Linked DNA regions of Mus musculus: regions 1, 3 and 4 are each linked to region 2. The links are chromatin contacts, called in public Micro-C and promoter capture Hi-C maps. All regions are on one chromosome and are shown on one strand. Each heading gives the region's core, a stretch centred on a gene start, on an enhancer-like site or on the middle of the called end of the contact. The rest is flanking DNA. Distances are from core to core; before and after follow the strand shown.

Region 1 (4,447 bases), core at 207-2,706, 3.3 Mb before region 2:
ACAGCAAGGGGCCATCAAACATCACCCATCATTACTCTACTCCAGCAGGGCATGGAAGCTCACACCTGTAATCTCAGCACTCAAGAGTCAAGGCAAGAAGACCAGCAAACATTCAAGGCCTACATGCCACACTTAGCAGGCTCCAGGCCAGCCAGGGCTGCATGGTGAGATCTAATTTCAAAAGGAAAAAAAAAAAGTACTATAATCCAATTCACACTGTTACCTGGACCTAGAAGTACATTAAGGCTTCAAATAACTAGGGACAGACTCAACATTCCCATTTCACAGCTAAAGAAACAAAGACTAATTCTCTAGGTCATGTCACATAACTACAAAAGGTCACCTGGGATGCCTAAGTCTAAAGCCCCAAATGGTTTGTTTACACACACACACACACTATATATATATATATATATATATATATAGTCTTTTGTTGAGAACTTAGTTTTTGTTTTACTGTTAGGAAAATAAAATCCAACCAAACAAATAAGGCTTCTTTCTTCCCTGTAGTTGCCATGTAGTTAATTTCAATAGCCATTACTTTCTGTGTGCCCATGCACTCTCCGGACACAAGCTCAGCTTGTGAAGGTCAGACCACAACTAGTCCTCACACCTGGAGGCCAGCACCTTTCCACCCTGAGCTACCTCGCAGGCCCTGGAATCTGCATTTTAGCTTCGCTTCAGTGTTTCAACTTCAGTTCAATTCCTTGGCCTATCTGAGATGCACCTGACACTCAAATGGCCATAGAACTACGACTCTTTGGTCAGTGCGGTTACTCGTGCTACTACTATTCTCTCACGGTTAATTCCTACGATTCTCTGCCGAGCATTTCCTAAAATGAATGAACAACTTCAGTAAATGAAACGCTGGTCACCTTTATCTAGTCCTGAAGGAACTCGGCAAGCCTTTACCAAGCCTATCAGCGTTTTCTCCAGCATGCTTTTAAATCCGATGCAGCGCAGCCGCTATGCCTGACAGACAAGCAGCCCAAAGCTTCGCTGCTAGGATCCTGGAAGCAGCGGGCCGCCAGGGCCCCCCACTAGCTTCCGCACCAGGATAAATGACAATCGCCTTCCTGACCTTGACTAAGTTAGGGGTGACTTTCCCCGGCCCGGTGCGGGCGGCCCGCCACCCGCCGCCACCGCAGCTGCGGAGCATCCCGGAGGCACTGAGGACGAAGGCCGCGGCGTCCCCGCCGCCGCCAGCTGACCTGTCCAGCGCCTAGGGGTCTCCGAGGACTAAAAGCTAAGGGAGGCACGAAGAGCGGGAGACTGTGGCGACAGTGCCCGGGGTTCACCCCGAGCCTCTTACCCACTGAGCAGCGAGGCCGGTCGCCCTGGCCCGCAGCGCCAAGGAGAACATGGCGGGGTACGCGATGCTCCGACCCCGGCCGCTCTAGGCTGACTGGGAACGAACGAGCCCGGAGGCCCGGCGCGCGCGGCCCCGCGCCCAGGACGCACGGCGCGCGCGCGCTCACGAGCCCTGGCCTGGGCGTCCCGAACGGTACGCCGTTCCTGACGCAGCGGCGCGCGAGGGCTGCTGGGACCGGTGGGCGGGCCCGAAACAGCCCAGTCCCTAAAAGGCCGGCCCGGTTGGGCCAGCTGAGTCCCCGCCCTGAGGACGAGGCTCGCCTTCTCGAGGCTCTTGTGTTTGTTGAGGACGAGGCGTACCTTCTGGGGGATCTTGTGTTTGTTCTGTCAAACACCTCCTCTGGTATTGCAGTTATTTCTTTCAAAATTCGTTTGGTTGAGTCTTTTCTTACATACGATCGTATTTAAAGGGCTGCCACCTAGTGGACTTGGACAGCAAGTGCCTTGGCTCCCAAGCCTTTGCGTTAGAGTCTGTAAAACGACAGGCTAAACTGGAATTGACTTCGGGATGCCAGTGAGTGGGAGGTAGAAATGATGACTGTTGATGCTGCGCGGTAGACGAACAAATATTCTTTGTGCTTGTGTATGCTCTAGACATTTTCCATGATAAAACTGGTGGAGGGAGGAACCTACTGTCTTCTTGATTTTTGTTTGATCTCAGGAAACTCCTAGCAGCTTTAGTACGCATCGTGCTGTTTCCAGCTGTCGGTATTTTACACAGGTTTTGAGTGATCCTCAACCTTCAGACAGGCGCATACTGCCACCTTGGGCTTTTAACTTATTCTTGACTCTTCTTCTGACTGTCGTTTTGTGTGTGTCTTCTCTATCCACCCCTTTCTTTTTGCTATAATAAAGTTGTGAATAGTTTCCGTAATTTTGACAACAGAATGAAGATTCTGAAAGGTTATTCGTCATGAGTTTGTTTTTTTAAAAAAACAAAAAACAACAAAAAAAACCACCCAAGATAATCCATTGCAACCTGTGTGAATCATATTCTACAAATTATTAGACTCAGCCGGGCGTGGTGGTGCACGCCTTTAATCCCAGCACTCTGGAGGCAGAGGCAGGCAGATTTCTGAGTTCGAGGCCAGCCTGGTCTACAGAGTGAGTTCCAGGACAGCCAGGGCTACACAGAGGAACCCTGTCCCGAAAAACCAAAAAAAAAAAAAAAAAAAATTATTATTCGACTCAAGAAATAGTGTTTCTAACCAATGATACTAAATTCTTTAGTTCCTATTGCATTATCTCCAGTATTAGTTTACCACTAATAAATTTGCTTCAGTACTTCTCTGAGGGAATGAAAAGATACTGAAAAAGAAAAAATAATCCGGGTCCCATTACTGATTTGTTTTATTGTGTGCACCCAAACATATTGTCACCATCATTAGCAGCTGTAATACTTTGGCCTTTTCAGAGTCTCATGTTGCCCAACCTGGTCCCAAACTCGCTATAGGTGAAGCTAAAAGACCCTCACTCAAGTCTTGGGATAATAGCGGATCCCCAAGAACTCACAAGAGACCAAGCTTGATGTAAACCACATGAGGCTTTATTCTGGGAAAGCCAGAGCTCTTGGGACGACTCATATCCCATGCAGGGGTAGAGGAGTCGACCCCAAGGGAAAAGGGGGTCCCAGTTTTTATAGGCCCTCAGGGGGGAAAGGAGAAGTGGGGGAGTAGGGGATTTCCAGATCTAAACAATGTAAAAGGATTGATTTCTCAAGAAATGGGTATGGGAGGGAAACAAGGAAAGAGTTTAATGAAGGTACAGTAACTCAGGATTGGCCCAGCTGTGGTTGCTGGGGAGATTTTCCGACTCTATCCCAGCAACCAATATCACAAACAGTGAGGTGCAGCAGTGGGCACACACCTGGGTTCAAGGAACGGTCAGAACATTGGCAGATACACGGGTTCAAGGAGCGGCCAGAGCATTGTGCACCTCTATTTTTTCTAAATCAGTGAAGCTACTTCTACTAACACTGAAATTTATTTTGCCAATTTCAGGGCTTCTGTGACCTTTTACATTCTGTCAGGATCTTTCAAAGCTAGTCTCGAACTCATGACTCTCATGCCACCACCTTTCTTTTTTTATTTTTATTTTTTTATTATTTTTTTAAAGATTTATTTATTTATTATATGTAAGTACACTGTAGCTGTCTTCAGACACTCCAGAAGAGGGCGTCAGATCTTCAGATGGTTGTGAGCCTTTTTTTTTTTTAAAGATTTATTTATTTATTATACATAAGTACACTGTAGCTGTCTTCAGACACACCAGAAGAGGGAGTCAGATCTCGTTAGGGATGGTTGTGAGCCACCATGTGGTTGCTGGGATTTGAACTCAGGACCTTCGGAAGAGCAGTAGGGTGCTCTTACCTGCTGAGCCATCTCACCAACCCCATGCCATCACCTTTCAATCACCACCACCAAACCCAGTTCCTCTGACATTGATACTCCTCCTCCTCCTTCCTCCTTCTCCTCTTCCTCCTTCTTCTTCCTCCTCCTCTTCCTCCTCCTCTTCCTCCTCCTCCTCCTTCTTCTTTTTTTCTTTCCCAAGACAGGGTTTCTCTGAGTAGCCCTGGCTGTCCTGGAACTCACTCTGTAGTCCAAGCTGACCTCGAACTCAGAAATCCACCTGCCTCTGCCTCCCAAATGCTGGGATTAAAGGCGTGTGCCACCACGCCCGGCCCCATTTTCTTTGATTCAACATCTTGTACTATACTTAGCATATGAAAGGCAGTCAATAAATCTTTTAGTTGAATGAAAATCTTTGTATAATGCAAATAGTTTGCCTATCCAGTCTCTTGCGGGACTATGATAATCATGTCTGTATCATTGTGATGGTTTGCATATGCTCGGCCTAGGGATTGGCACTATAGAAGGTGTGGCTTTTTTGGAGTAGGTGTGTCACTGTGGGCGTGGGCTTTAAGGCCCTAGCTGCCTGGAAGCCAGTCTTCTGCTAACAGCCTTCAGATAAAGACATAGTACTCTCAGCTTCTGCACCATGCCTGCCTGGATGCTGCCATGCTCCCACCTTGATGATACTGGACTGAACCTCTGAACCTGTAAGGCAGCCTCAATTA
Region 2 (4,825 bases), core at 836-3,335:
CACCAGGCACACACGTGGTGCACACACATTCATGCAGGCAAAGCATTCATACACAGAAAATAAAAATTTGAAGGCGTGTATTTAAACACCGTGGGGGACATTAAACCAGTACTGGTTAATATTTTAGCTGAGGCTGAATATGGTGTCCTTTAGAAAATTGAGGCGACCATAGTTTTCCTTCATGTTTACTTAGGCATCCGGTACAGGCATTCTTTTACATCTTCCCAGAAGTCCATGGTCCTGCCCTAATTGCAGATGTTATTCACGTGATTTAACATAAGACTGTTGAAAGTGTGACAAAGCAGCAGAAGTGAAGTGACATTTAGGAGCACAATAGCTCAATCCAGCTGCCAGTATTGCAGGTTGAACAGAAATTTTGGGGCTAAAGGGACTTTCCAGGTCGTGGGCCTGAGGGCAGGTAAAGAGGATCAGGAAGTGCCTCACAGAGAACACAAGGTTTCAGCAGCAGCGGAGCTATAACTTACATGGATGTCCTGACATTACCAGGCTATCAGATCTCTCCATGGGAGCATCAAGTGCAACCTAGTTCTGGAAACATGATGGCTAGAGAGGGATGTACCTGGGTAAACGTAAAGGCACCAATTAGTCTGGTAGATCTAGAGCTTTGGGATTGAGCAGTTTGTCCAGGGTGACCGGAATTTCCCCTTATACTCCAAATCAAAAATGGCACTTCATTTGCTCTGCAAATGCCTGCTCCCCATAAACAATGCCTCAGTGGCACGAACCAAGCCATGAGCCTGGATATTCGGTCGAGACGGTACAGGGGAGACAGACGGTGCACCGGGACACCTGCCCAAAAGCCAGGCCGAGCTCAGCGCCCGAACCGTGCGCGCCCAGGGGCAGACATGGCCCACGCACATGCACACGCACACGCACGGGAGCGCAGGCTCCCCGCGTTCCCGACGCAGTGCCGAGGCCGGGCGCCGGCGGGAGCCCTGGAGTCGGGAGCTCCAGGAGGGGGCGGGTGCTCGAGAAAGGAGCTCGTGCATTCGCTCCCCTGGCCGGCAGAAGCCCCGCCCCGACCCCGCCCACCCCCTTCTCCCGCGCGCGGGCTCCGCGCGCCCCTTGCCGCGCGCGTGCGCGCGCGTGCGCAGGCCAGGGCTCTCCGCGGGCGGCCCCGTAGACCCAGGGAAAGCAACCACCCGTCAGGTCCCAGATTAACCCTTTCCTCGCTCGCTCACGAGGGAGGCCCCAGCCAGTTCCGTGCCTGCGCAAGCGGCGGCGCGCCTTCTCTCCCCCCCACTACCCCGGAGCCCGCACCGCGCATGCACGGGGAGGGGGGTGGTGGGGGTGTTCGCGGCGGGTTGGCTAGTGTGTGCTCGTGCAGGAGGAGGGCTGCCACCACCAGGGACGTGCACGATTCCCCCCCTACCCCACCCCCTCCCCAAACTCAGAAAAAAAAAAATTAAAAAAAAATCCAAAACACTGCCACCCACCGTGCCCCCGCGTCCATCCCGTCCCTGGCTTGCGCGCTGCCGAGCGAGGGAGCCCACAGCGACAGCGAGCGTCTGTAGCGGTGCCAAGCTGCAGGTAAGCGCGGGCCGGGTGCTGGAAGGGCCGGGGACGGGCGCGGGGACGCGGGGGCAGCCGGCGGCGGGCGCGGCCGGGGCGGCTGCGAGGAGGCGCGTTCCCGCCGAGCTCCGGGGCAGCAGCCAGCTGCAGGATGTGGCGGCGCAGCGCGGTGCGAGCGGGATCGGGGCGTGGGCCGCGGTTGGGCGTGGGGGGCCGGGCGTCCCCGGTGGCTGCGCAGGCCAGCGAGCGGGTGGGGAAGAGGCCAGGCGGCGGCCCCGCGCGCGCGCTCTCTCTCCGCGGCCGAGTTCATGGCCGCCTGGCTCTCCGCGCCGCAGTGCACCGCGGTGGGGGTGGGGACGGCCGAGCCGGGCCCGAGCGCGGCCCGCGGGGCGCCGCCCCTCGCAGCTGTGGTTTCCCCCGGAGCCGACGGGACCCCCCGCGCACGCTCCCCCGCCTGCGTCCGCCGAGCTCCGGGGAGCCGGCCGCGCGCCGCCCCCGCCCTTGGCCGCGGGAGGGCGCGGGAGGACCAGACGCGCAGGCCGCGGAGTGCGCGGGGCGCGAGCTCGGGGCTCGCGGGCGGAGCAGGGCGCGGCGCGGCGCGGGGCTGCGGAACCGGCCGCATGCCCGCTCCCGAGCTCGTCGCGCCGCCGGGGCTGCTGCGGGCCAAGGAAGAGAGCCTCGCGCCCGCGCCGCGACCTGGAGAAGTGGAGGATGGTGGAAGGGAAGGTGGCCCGTCGCTGGCGGGCACAGCTCAGGGGAGCTTTTGTTTAGGAGAGAATGCTGAGGGCTCGCTGCATCCGGCGGCTCATTGGCTGCGAAATGCGAATGTGGGCTCCCCACGCGCGGACTGCGCCCCATGTCTTTCGCGGGGCCCCGGATTCCCCACTCCCAAGTTGTGCGGTCGCAACAGGGAAGTGGTGTGGCCGCCATTGTCGCAGCTGCTCCGGAATAAGGAGGCGGCTGCGGCTGCTTATGTAAGTTTGCTTTGGGAAAGCCTGGCTCTGTGCTCGGTGAGGACGCCTTAACGCTCCCGCGATTTGGGGAGCTGCTAGCAAGGAGCTGCTTTATAGTATTATAGGTGTTGGGCTATGTCTTGTCCTACACCTACTTACACACATACTGGCAATGGTTATCTTCAGGTTTGACTCATTTGAACTTAGCAATGGGAACATCTCTATAGGGGGAAAAAAAAACCGAGCCGATTGCCCTGTGACCTCCTTTGAAAAAGAATTACACACTCACCAGAATCGAGAAGGCGTACGCACGCTGATATGTTGCCATAGCTACCATAGGGCCACTCTTCTCCCAAGTCCATGACCTCAGAAGTGCCACGGAGGGAATTTCTGCAGGGAATGCCTTCCCTTAGGCTGACTGCCGGCCCAGGGTGCATCTAGAACCCAGGAAGGCTGAGGTGAAGACTGGAGGGAGCATCCTTAGAAACTATCTTACCAGCCCTCACTCCGTGCACATGGGAAAGCCTGCTAACTCAGAGCCCTGTGATTCCTATAGTATGAACTTGTTATGGGTTCTCAGGATGTCGACCCTTTGGTGGAATCTCGGACAAAGTCATTGTGTAGGACTGTATTGTAACACGGCCACCTGCTTCTACTGCACTTGTGGGATTGGTGGTCAGTAGAGGAAATTTTTGTTCTTCAAAGCCTGTTGGGCTGCAGGATGTGGAGTTCTTTGGGTGAGAGTTAAGAACGAAAGAAAATTCTTTGAACCTGCATCCGGGGATGGAGGGAGAAAAATGTAAGATTTCTCCATGGCAGTCTTGGAGACAAGTTTGTAATTGTGTAGTAGACAAAGTGGCATGCTTATTTCTCCACTCTTTAGCTGTTGGGTATGTGTGTTCCTGCAGCCGTCCGATATTCAAACATGCATCTAGATGTCTATAGTTCTTAAAGGAAAATGTGCACCCAACAGGAAGTGGTGTGGATAAAGAACATATATGTGCTGATGTTTTCAAGAATATATACCACGGACTACTCCGGGTCTAGTCCTTACATAGAACCAGACCTGACTACTGTTAGCCTCACAGTGTCTCCCCAAAAAACGGTTCATAGGCAAGAGGTGGGACAGAGTGTTTTGTGACTCTTGTAAATACTTGGTTTAGGATTTAATGTAGAAAAAAAAAATCTTACTTAATCTGTGCCTTTCTTCCTGTAGATCTGGCTTGCCCCTGATCAGCCTGAGTCTGATCTGAAGATTTTGGTGTTTAAGGCATTAAGAACATAGCCTGAATTGTTCATGGTGAGTGTACCTTAGAGTAGTAAGCCTCAGACTATCATCTGGCATTTGATTTTAACATAAGTATCTCGGGTCTAGGGGTATCAGTAAGGGCTAAATCTACGTCCTCGGTTTAAGCAAGTCCCTGATCCCCAGTGTGTACACATACACACATTCTACACATACGTTTGTAATTCTACTTCCATGAGGAAAAACCTGTTTTCTTCAGACTTAAACTGGGTTGAATAAAAGTAAGACCATGTTGTTTTTACATAAAACACAGTATTTTTCGATAAGCTCTTGAACTCGCAGTGGAAGGCCTTCTGTGGTGGTTCTGAAATTACTTTGTTTTAAAAATATGTCTATACTTAACCAAGTACAGGTTGAACCTAAGTCCAAAATGTTCAAACTCTGAAGCTTTTTGAAGGGCAATAAGAAGCCATAGATGAAAATTCTGTGCTATGAAGTTTTGTTGAGAATATTATTTGAGAAAACAAAATAAACAAAAGAATATTATTTGAGGCAGGCAAGAGGAAAGATCTCTGAGTTCAAGGCCAGCCTGGTCTACAGATCCAGTTCCAAGACAGCCAGGGTTACCCAGAGAAACCCTGTCTCGAAAAAGAAGTATTTTTTGAAATAGTATATAAATTACCTTCATGCTGTATGTGTAAGGTATATATAAAATAACAACTAGTTTTGGAGTTGGGCTTGGCCTACCATCTTCAATTTATCTCATTATGTGTATGCACGTATTGCAAAACCTGGAGGAAAAAAAATCTAAAACTTGAAACACTTCTGGTCCCGAGCATTTCAGAGAAAGGACACTCAACCTGTACATCTGTTGACTTTTAACTGGATGGCTGGAAGTCTGGCATCCTATGAGCATAAAGCCACTCATCACTGTCTTCCCAGAGGTCTTGGGGGTCAGATTACACCTAGAAACTCATCCAGGAGTGGCTCAAAACTACTATGGAGAAACTAGAGGCCAACACAGAACCATTGTGGCAGTGGTGCCCTCTCTAGTTCTTCAGTGGTGGCTTGTCTCTTCTCTCAAGGAAGTACA
Region 3 (4,528 bases), core at 377-2,876, 3.5 Mb after region 2:
AAAATGTATGAGACTGGCCTTGTTTCCAAATTCTGGGGGGAAATGAGGCACTGTACTTTCTTTCCTGGAATACATGTGTACCTTGATTTAAGACAGTGTCAGTCACTGTAGCAATTCCTGATGCTCTTGCCTCGGCTTTCCAGAGTGTCATGACAATAGCTATAGACCAGTGTACACAGCTCTAAGTTTAACAGTCTTGTATTAAATAAAAATAAAGGGATTATAAGAATCTCCCAATATACCCCAAAATGCTTTTTTTCCTCCAGCAAAATTCTCTTTAATCTAAACATAGTCTTTTATCTTTGATGGTCAGAGTAGCTTTTTGTTTTGTTTTGTTTTCTCGAGACACTATGTAGCTTTGGTTGTCCTGAAACTCACTCTAGACTAAAGGCATGTTCTACAAAACCAGGCCACAGTAACTCTTTATTTTATAAATGAATGAAAAGTACTGAAGGATTTAGGGTTAAGTATCAGGGTTTTGTCAGAACACATATTCTATGCTACAAATTTCAAGTGCTAGTATATATATATGTGTATAATTTATATATTTTATGTTTATTTAATACATGAAATATTTTGAGGTATTTCTGTCATCTTTATGGACAGCCAACAGAGATTTAATTACCTGGGAAAGCCAACGGAATGGCAAAAATTTTCCAACTTATCTTAAACATGGTGAGGGAGGGCTAAGGGGACAGCTGTCTTTTTCAACAAGACAGTTGATCTCCACATAAAAGACTTAAGTTTTTGAGAATTACTTCAACGGTCAAGAGAAAACTTGGGCCGGGCGTGGTGGCACACGCCTTTAAGCCCAGCACTTGGGAGGCAGAGGCAGGCGAATTTCTGAGTTCGAGGCCAGCCTGGTCTACAGAGTGAGTTCCAGGCTGTCCAGAAACCCTGTTTCGAAAAACAAAGAGATAGAGACAGAAACAGAGAGAGGGAAGAGAAGAGAAAACTTGGAAAGTTTGTAAATAGAACCAAGCACGCTGAAAAAAACCTTGTTTACAATGAATTCCTATATACCGAGACACAAAGAGTTCGGGATTTGTTTAAGGCAATTCGTGTAAGCCAAGAGAAAGTGGCCTGATGGGATGGTAAAACGGGCATTTCAACCTAGGTAGCCCTTTAACCTCAATACCAGCGTTGACTAGAAAACAGCCTCTTGTTTTCGCTTCTTCTAGGCTTCCTTGGCTATCAGGAAGCTATGGCCTCAGCCGCCAGCAGGTGACGCCGATGACGGGCAATGAGTCCCAGCTGCCGCAATTACCAAGGCTGAGGCGTCTCCTTTAAGAAGCTGACTCACGTGGATGCTGTGTTGTGTGCGCTCAGCTGGGAGTGGGGGGCGGGTCCTCACTCTCACTACATTGGCCGCCTCGGCCGAGGAGGCAGACTTAGCCTCCTTGATTGGCCGTAAGGATGCAAGGTGTCGAATTAGAGGCGGGGCGAGCGGCGAGGAGTCCGCCCATCCGCTGCGGCTTCGGGGTGGGGTGGGCGGCGGAGTGTAAGCGGGCAAGGGTGGGGGGAGGGCGAGCCCGAGAAGGGGCGGGGCCCGGCGGAAGGGGCAGAGTGCCAGGGAGAGGGGCGGAGCCTAGAAATGAAGGGCGCTGCGGGCCAACCGGGAGAGCCGCCTGAAGGGAGGGCGGGGCCACGCCCGGTGATTGACGCCGAGGCCCGACCGAGGAGAGGCGGGGCCAAGGCCTGACTAAACCTGAAGACTTGGGAGGCCGAGGTGGGCTTCGACCCAGCTGAGGAGCGAAGAGCTGCTGGCAGCGCCGATTCCCAGCACGCCGGTGAGTACGGCGGTGGGCGCCGGGATCGGAGTCGGCTGGGGCTCGAAGCCCTTGGGCCGGCGGCTTCGAAGCCTTCGGGGAGCGGCCCGGGGCGGGGGCCCAGGCAGGAAGTGCCTCTTCCCCTTCTCCACTCGTCCAGGGTCCTGGCCGGGCCACCAGGGCAATTCTCAGGACTGTGGGGCCGTGGGGCCGCGGGGCCGGGCCGGGCGGTCCTTCTTTGTGAGGCTGTGGCGCGGCGGCCGCCGCCGACCCGCCCCCGCCGCGCAGCGGAGCGCTCCGCGAGCCCACAACAGCCGCGACCCCCTTAGCGACCCGCGGCCCCCGCCCGCCCGCCGCCCTCGGCGCCTGTCGCCTGGGCCGCCGGTCCGCAGACAGCTCTCTCCGTGACACCCCCACTTCCTAGGCCGCCCCGCCCCCACAGCCGCCGTCCCCGCCGCAGCGTCGGGGGCGCGCCCGGGCTCCGATTCGGGGCCGGCCCGCGGGCCCGCGCTCCAGGGCCGCGCTCGCACCCCGCCCGCCCCGCCGCTCCGGAGGCTCGACTCGTGCTCGGGTGTCTGGGCTGTGGGCCGTGCCCGCCTCGTCGGTGCTAGCCCCTATCACGCTGCCCTCTGGACCCTGGGCGTGGGGAACACTGCCCGGTAGCCTGCGGGTGCCGAGCGCCCGGTCGCCCGCGCCTGCCCAGCTGTTCCGCCTGTGTTTGTTGTGCCGAGGAGGCCCCGCCGCCGCCGCCGCGCGCTCCGCCTTGCGCCGGGCGATTGGCTGGAGGGAGTCACGTGGGCGCGATCAGCTGGGCCGGCTGCGGGCGGTCGGCTTGGCGCAGACCCCGGTGCTGCTCGGGGAGCGGACCGGGAGGCTCTTTCCTGCTGGCTGCGGTGGGCACGCTCCTGCACACCCCGTTACTCCACGCTGCTGTGCAGGTTGGTAGGAAGCCTGAGTGTTGCCAGCGGGAGTGGGAAGCCGCAGTAGTACCCAGGTCTGTTTCATCCGGACGCCAGACTGATCTCCTTTTGGAGTGACAGGAAGGAAAGGTGTGCGACTCATTTATTTTTTATTTTTAAACTTTTTGTTTCTGTTTCCAGAGCCCTCTTGGAAATCTTGAGGATTTTTATTTCTGGTGGCTTTTGACAGATGGAAAATCTGAAAGTAATTTCAGGCTTGCCTTGCTTTTGGAAAATAACTGAACTTGGCTGGTTCAGGTCAACCGACCTTATCAGATCGGTTTTTTTTTTTTTTTTTTTTTTTTTTTTTTTTTGCATAGCCCCATAGGCGGGATTGCAACTGCATTACAACATAGAAAAAGTCGAAATCTTCTTGGGTGCATATTTGTGCCAGATGTGAAGTGCCTTGATATGGGTTGTTTTACTAAGAATTAATCGCATATGTACCTACAGTTTACTAGGTAAGGAGGAGATTCCAGAGGAGGGGAATTCTCTCTGGACTCCCAATTTAGTGAAAGGTTACAGACCAATGAAATCGAGAAACCGTGCAGGACCAAATATTGGTAAGTTATGAAATGAGTGTTACAGAAGTTCAAAGATGGGGCAGGGAGACACCAGGAGGAGGAAGTAGGAAGTATTCTGAGGAGAACAGATGTTGGGCCTAGAAAATGAAAAGCCTATGGGTTGCTGTTGGCCAGAAAGGCTTAGGAAAACCATCCCTGGAGCATTGACTCTAGCAAGAAGATGGAATATGTACAATTTGGGGTGAGTGTGTGTGTGTTGCAAGAGTGTGCTAGAGCACAAGGTATTTTGTGCTCTTTGGAAAGAACTAATGCAGTTGTTTCCCAGAAGAGCCTTACACACCCAGGCCAGGCTGCTCTTGAACTCCTTGCCTTGGTGTCAGGATTACAGGTGTGCTAAATGGCTGTCTTATACCCTCATCTGGCCCCGTGTTCAGTACAGATTTTTCCCTGCAGGTCAAGTTTTAACCCAGGGACCCACATGGTCAAAAGAGAACTTATTCCACAAAGCTGTCTTCGTCTCCATGTTGCCCACATAATTAAATAGGTGTAATAAGAATGTTTTTAAATAGGAAATAAGGAACCAATCACTATGAAAAATTAAACTTGATACTTCACTGAAAAAAGCCCAAGACATGAAACTAGCCCTAAATATATGTTCGTGAGAGGTAAAGATAGTCCTGAATATATTTGTTTCTAGACTAGCTTTTGTTTTATAGTGCCTTGATAGTTATGTAAATTAAAACTTTTCCTGGTACTACTGTGTGATAACAAGTTCATAATTTTGGAACTGTTAACTAGATGTGAATTTGCTGTTTAGTACTTCAGTCTGTAAGAAGCTTTTGGTGATGTGTCACAACAGACAAAGGGATCGTGTTTGTCTTGCCAAGTAGTTTTTGGGGAGATGACCAACTCCAATTACATGCTGACTCATGTTAGAACTAACTGCTGAGTTCTGTGACTAGTCTTCTTTTCTAATGATGACTAAGCAGTATTCTAGAAATCCAGTCAGCATGGAAGTTGTTTAACAAAACATAAAATAAGGCATTATCTTAGAAGACAAGGCACACAATTTAAATTACTCTCAAATGAAGATTCAGCCCCATAAGCAGGACATCATTTGACCCAGCAGAGTGAACTGATACCGTAAGAGGATAACGTGTGTCATTGAAACTTGCCTCTTGCTGACATTTTGTACAAAACTAAGAAAAATGGGCTGGGCATGTAGCATAGTGGTATGTGTTTACCTGGCATGCACAAGGTACTTGGTTTGATTTCC
Region 4 (4,554 bases), core at 1,774-4,273, 3.8 Mb before region 2:
ATACTGTCAACATCTAGGAAAAGTAAAATGCTACAAAAAACAATAAACTAACTTTATAACATACTAGACTTTAAGGACAAAAAAGTGTTTTTTTTTCTGTGAAATATCCAATTTCAAATCTAAATTATTGGTCGAAGTATTGCTATGATTTAAGCAACCAAAAAAATTGATAAATCTTTTTATGCACTAAAGCCACTAAAAGGTCTGCTTTAGAATTCATTCTACAATTATAAAAGAATTATGACTAAGACTGAAATAAAACTGCAAAGTAATGATACTTATCAAGTCATTATTCATATTAAAAGAAAACTGTTAATCTCAGAATGGCTGAGTCACTCCTGAAGAAACCAATGGTGAATCCAAATAATTCAAATAAACCTAGCAGATCATCAAGTAATTCTGCAAAAGGGGATGTGTAAACAACCTACACTTAAACACATGTAAAGATCAGGTAAGTGATTATTGATATGGTCAACCAAAAGATCATGCGCACTGTGGATTCTAAATCCCCCTACTTAGTGTAGAACTGGGCATTTAAATTCAGAGGCTACCATTGTACCAAATTATCTTTGACTAACAAAGTAACATTAAGGAGGAAAGCATCAAACTCCAAATGTCAAACTCCTACTCCAATCCTCTCGAATTTCTCCCTCCCTATCTTTCCATCTCACCCACCTTTCCAGAAGTCTCTGAACAACTGGGCATTTAAGTCTATTCACCTCAATGTATCTTCTCACCTCAGGATTTACCCAACCACTCCCATTTGCATAACTTTCCCTAGGCAACTTGAAAGGAGCCTTTTTCCCTTAAAAGCTTCCACAGACATGCTACTCCCTCAAAGTACCACTTACCTGCCCTTTTCAGTAGTATTGGGATCATTTTTTTGGTAACACATAGTCTGTTGTATAAACACAGTTATTATTTAACATCAAAAATAAGTGGTCTATATGGATACTGCACAATGTAGTATTTCCAATCGTTTTTAAAACCTGTCTCATAAAAGACTTTTCACACATGTCTATGTGGTACAGATAATTTTCTCTTACAGTCAAAAGAGAAAAAGCAAACCACACAAAATATCGTAAAAATGTTCATTAAATCGCTTCTATTACCTATGGCTACTACAGTACTATAAGAACTTCTCAGCAAACCCCGCCCACTCCCTCCCCCCCTCCCCCCCCCAAAAAAAACCAATCAGGCAATACAGAAATTTGCTGCAGGAAAATACACACTACCCGAGGTTCTGAGACACTGTCTAGTGTCTCCCTTGTAGCCCGGGTTGATTTCAAACTTTGGATGGTTTCTGGACTTCCAGAATGCCGGGATTATAAGTGTGGTTCACGACCCAATTCCAAAGATATTAGAGCTGCCTTAAAATCACAATCAAGTTCTTGTCTAGTAAAGAGAAACTTGTGAATGTACTGAAACACCTGCAGGGCATGTGACTAGCAGAATACCCAATGTTTATAAGCCCTAAAACTATTTAAGATATAAAATCTTTAAGTGTCTGGAACTATTTTAAATTGTTCCCACAAGGACAATTCAGCTATTTTCATTTGGACTAACTCTTACACTACTATTAATGGGTTTACTTTTTCTCTTAGTACTGGAATCGATGTGCGCCTAAGGAAAATTGTTTTCATCAGTTCCTGAAATTAAAACGCAAGGTATTAACTTTCGGGGGGGGGGGAGGGGGGCACTTTACATTTAAAGATAGGAAGGATCACGTTTTCTCTTTAGCTCCATTCTTTTGGTTCTCCTTAAAATAAAGTAAATTGTTCTGTGTAACGTTTCGTTTCCTACACACTGAGAAGGCAAACCGCCTTGGATCTGAACAAGAATCACCAAGCCACTGTCTATCACAGTCAATGCTCCAAAGTCAACAGTTCCAGAGCTGTGTGGCACCTTAGCAGCTTTCTCGGGATACGCAGGGAAACCGCAAGCGTAAGCGGGTCACAAACGCTGAAAGAATTCTTCAGTAAAGACAGTGTGCACTCAAGGACTGGGTCCTCCGTACCTAGGGACAATCCGAGCTGACACAAGGGACCCACTACCATTAACCTCTGACCATGCATGCCCCAGCTGACGCACAGCTTTCTGCCGCGCGCCTGGGGGCCGTGCCAACACGCGGGGTCAGTCCCAGCCAGAGACTCTGCTGCCTGGTCTCCCGGCTCAGCCAGAGTCCCGCACCTGACCGGGAAAGACTCCGGGCGAGGCCGCGACCGTGAACGCCTCCTCGCCCGCGGCGGACCGCGCCTGCCCAAAGCCGCCGAACGGCGCCCACTGGCGCCCGCCGACTAGGGAGCTCCGGCTCCCAGTCGCCCTCCCGCACCGCCCGACCGCACCGCGCCGCGCCGCGGCCGCCCCTGGGGCAAGGACGCCATGCGGGCCGGCGGGCAAGGCGCGGGCGGGCTCCCACGGCGCCCCCGCGGGGCCGCAAGATGGCGGCGGAGCCCTCCGCGGCGCCCGGCGGCTCCCTCCCCTCCCCTCCGCAGCGCAGCCCAGCCCGGCCCGGCCCGGCCCGGCAGCGGCGGACGGCGAGGCGCGGGGCCGAGGGACGCAGCGGGGCCGCGGCTCCGACGCTCGGCCGGGGCGTGGGGGAGGGGAGCACGGCCCGGCCACCCCGCCGCCGCCCGCCAGCCCCAGCCCCAGCCTCAGCTCCGCTCCGGAGCGTCCCAGCCAGCCTACCTTTGAATTTGAGGTCTGAAGGAGGGTCGAGGACCAGGATCTGCTCGTGCTTCGCCATGGCCCCGGAGGCGGACGCCATAGGAGACAGCGCAGCGCAGAGCGGGGGCGCGCCCGCGGCGGCGGTTCGCTGGCGGGGGCGAGGGGACGGTGGCGGCGCCGGCTCCGCGGAGCTCTAGGACGGGGCCAGGCTCACGATTCCCGAAGCTCCGCGCCTGCTGCCGGGCCGCGGGGGTCCCGAGGGCAGCCTGTCCGCTCAGCAGCTCCGGGTGTCACAACTGACTCAACCCCACACCAGCCGCCGCGGCCACGCGCACTGCGATCCTCGGCGCCCCACGTGACGGGCCCTACGTGCCTACGTGCGCGCCCCCGCGGCCTGGAGCCCTCGTGCTGGCCCCGCCCTCCGGGCCTAACTGGGGGGTGGGAGGGGTCAACGCTGAGCTAGTGCGCCTGCGCACCTCCGACTTGGCCGCAGCTCCGGGCGCCGCGCCGCTGTCAATCTCCGTAGAGCAGGGTCGGGGGGGCGGAGCGGGGCTCTTTGCGGGGAGACGCGGTGCACGGCGCCCCGGGAAGGGGGTGTCGTTCTTGGGGCCCTGGAGCTGCGAGTGCGGGGCTGGAGCGCCGACTACGACGCTACCTCACGGCGTTCCAAGTGGAATTCCGAACGGAAGAGAGTCATGAAGCGCCGGGTACCTCGACTCCCAGCATGCCCTGTGCGGGCGGCGCCTCCGCGGTGGCTGCTGGGAACCGGGAAGGCGACCTGGGTCCGTTGGAGGCGAGTGGGTGGGGCCGCTGACGCGGCTTTTGGCTCGCCGAGGGCGTCTTGTCTGCCCTGGAAAAGAGAAGGGTTTTTGCAGGCTGCCTGGAAGCCAGGCATCCCAGGAGAGACCGCCCTTTGGGAGAGCGGCAGGGCGTGTCCCTCTGGTCTGCTGGGGATTCCTTCCGCCCTCAGCGAACGTGCGCTCCGTTCTGCCTGCTGTTCCAAGACTGCCTCCTCCCCATCTCCCTCCTGCCCAGCCAAAGGAAACACATCTCGCTCACAAGCGAACGAGTTCCAGGGGAAATCTGTGCCAGGCACAGTTTCTCTACAAGGGTAGAAACGAAATCTCTGTTCCTACAGCGTGGAGTTCACGTGCTGTATCTACAGTGTGGTTCACTTCAAACTCATACCCAAATCTGTTTGCCACATTCTCGTGCTAGGGACGAATTTTATCTGTATCACTTAGGAGAGCCTGTACCAAATGAGAAAAAAAAAAAAAAATGCCAAGCAAGTTGCTGACAGATATTCAGCCCCTTGCCAGGGTATCCAGGGACGGGAAGAGCAAACAAAACAAATGGATGTGCTGTAAAAACCTTTATTGTGTCCTATGGTGCTGCTTGAATTTAAATCTCTAGGAAGCTCCGTGCGAAACAAAGCACATATTCATGCTTCTGCCACGAAAAGGCACTCTAGATTGCTTGGAAGTAAATGTCGAAATGAGCAGTCTAGAATACAGCTAATTAGACTTTTTCAACTTGCCGCCCCGACACCTGAAAAACTTTCATGCCACTCGAGGTATATAGGATATAATAGTGGTATAAAGCAAACATTGGTCGTTTAAAAAAAAAAGTTTGTTTTCTTTCTTTGAATGCTTACTTTGTATCCTAACCTAAAAAATGAATTTTGAAAAGAAGCAGACCAAAAATCCATTTAAGACAAAAGCAAGCTTGTATGCAAACGAGATGGATTTCCTTGTTCATCTCTACGTAAAAATTATTTATTCTTGGCTGAATATTTGATATTGCTAAACACAACATTGTCAACTTTTTTTGTAATTGATTGCTATTTTGATTTTATAATTACCAATGCTGAGAATCATTTTATATAAA

The links. Promoter capture Hi-C pulls out the DNA fragments that hold promoters and counts their contacts. A called contact is a pair of places that touch in the nucleus more often than the background predicts.
Region 1: a contact with region 2 is called in a promoter capture Hi-C map of pre-B cells. The contact joins the promoter of Ndufv2 here to the promoter of Zbtb14 in region 2. A contact is called at or near these places in 2 of 39 promoter capture datasets (liver and pre-B cells).
Region 3: a contact with region 2 is called in a Micro-C map of embryonic stem cells, with 7 times the contacts expected there. The contact joins the promoter of Ypel5 here to the promoter of Zbtb14 in region 2. A contact is called at or near these places in 1 of 39 promoter capture datasets (liver) and 2 of 484 Hi-C or Micro-C datasets (CD4 T cells and embryonic stem cells).
Region 4: a contact with region 2 is called in a promoter capture Hi-C map of pre-B cells. The contact joins the promoter of Vapa here to the promoter of Zbtb14 in region 2. A contact is called at or near these places in 1 of 39 promoter capture datasets (pre-B cells) and 5 of 484 Hi-C or Micro-C datasets (CD4 T cells, CD8 T cells, pre-B cells and 1 more).

Annotation. Positions count from the first base shown.
Region 1 is chr17:66,100,103-66,104,549 of GRCm38.p6, forward strand. It overlaps Ndufv2 (NADH:ubiquinone oxidoreductase core subunit V2), which reads right to left and starts at 1,457. Exons shown (of 8, transcript NM_028388.3): 1 at 1,313-1,457. The coding sequence starts at 1,363.
Region 2 is chr17:69,381,719-69,386,543 of GRCm38.p6, forward strand. It overlaps Zbtb14 (zinc finger and BTB domain containing 14), which reads left to right and starts at 2,086. Exons shown (of 3, transcript NM_009547.3): 1 at 2,086-2,507; 2 at 3,703-3,786. The coding sequence starts at 3,784. It overlaps Gm49894 (transcription initiation factor TFIID subunit 4-like), which reads right to left and starts at 2,463. Exons shown (of 3, transcript XM_030250167.1): 1 at 2,382-2,463; 2 at 1,458-2,293; 3 at 1-580. The coding sequence starts at 2,463. The coding sequence ends at 533.
Region 3 is chr17:72,835,002-72,839,529 of GRCm38.p6, forward strand. It overlaps Ypel5 (yippee like 5), which reads left to right and starts at 1,627. Exons shown (of 3, transcript NM_027166.6): 1 at 1,627-1,790.
Region 4 is chr17:65,610,532-65,615,085 of GRCm38.p6, forward strand. Vapa (vesicle-associated membrane protein, associated protein A) reads right to left here and starts at 3,024. Exons shown (of 6, transcript NM_013933.3): 1 at 2,689-3,024. The coding sequence starts at 2,767.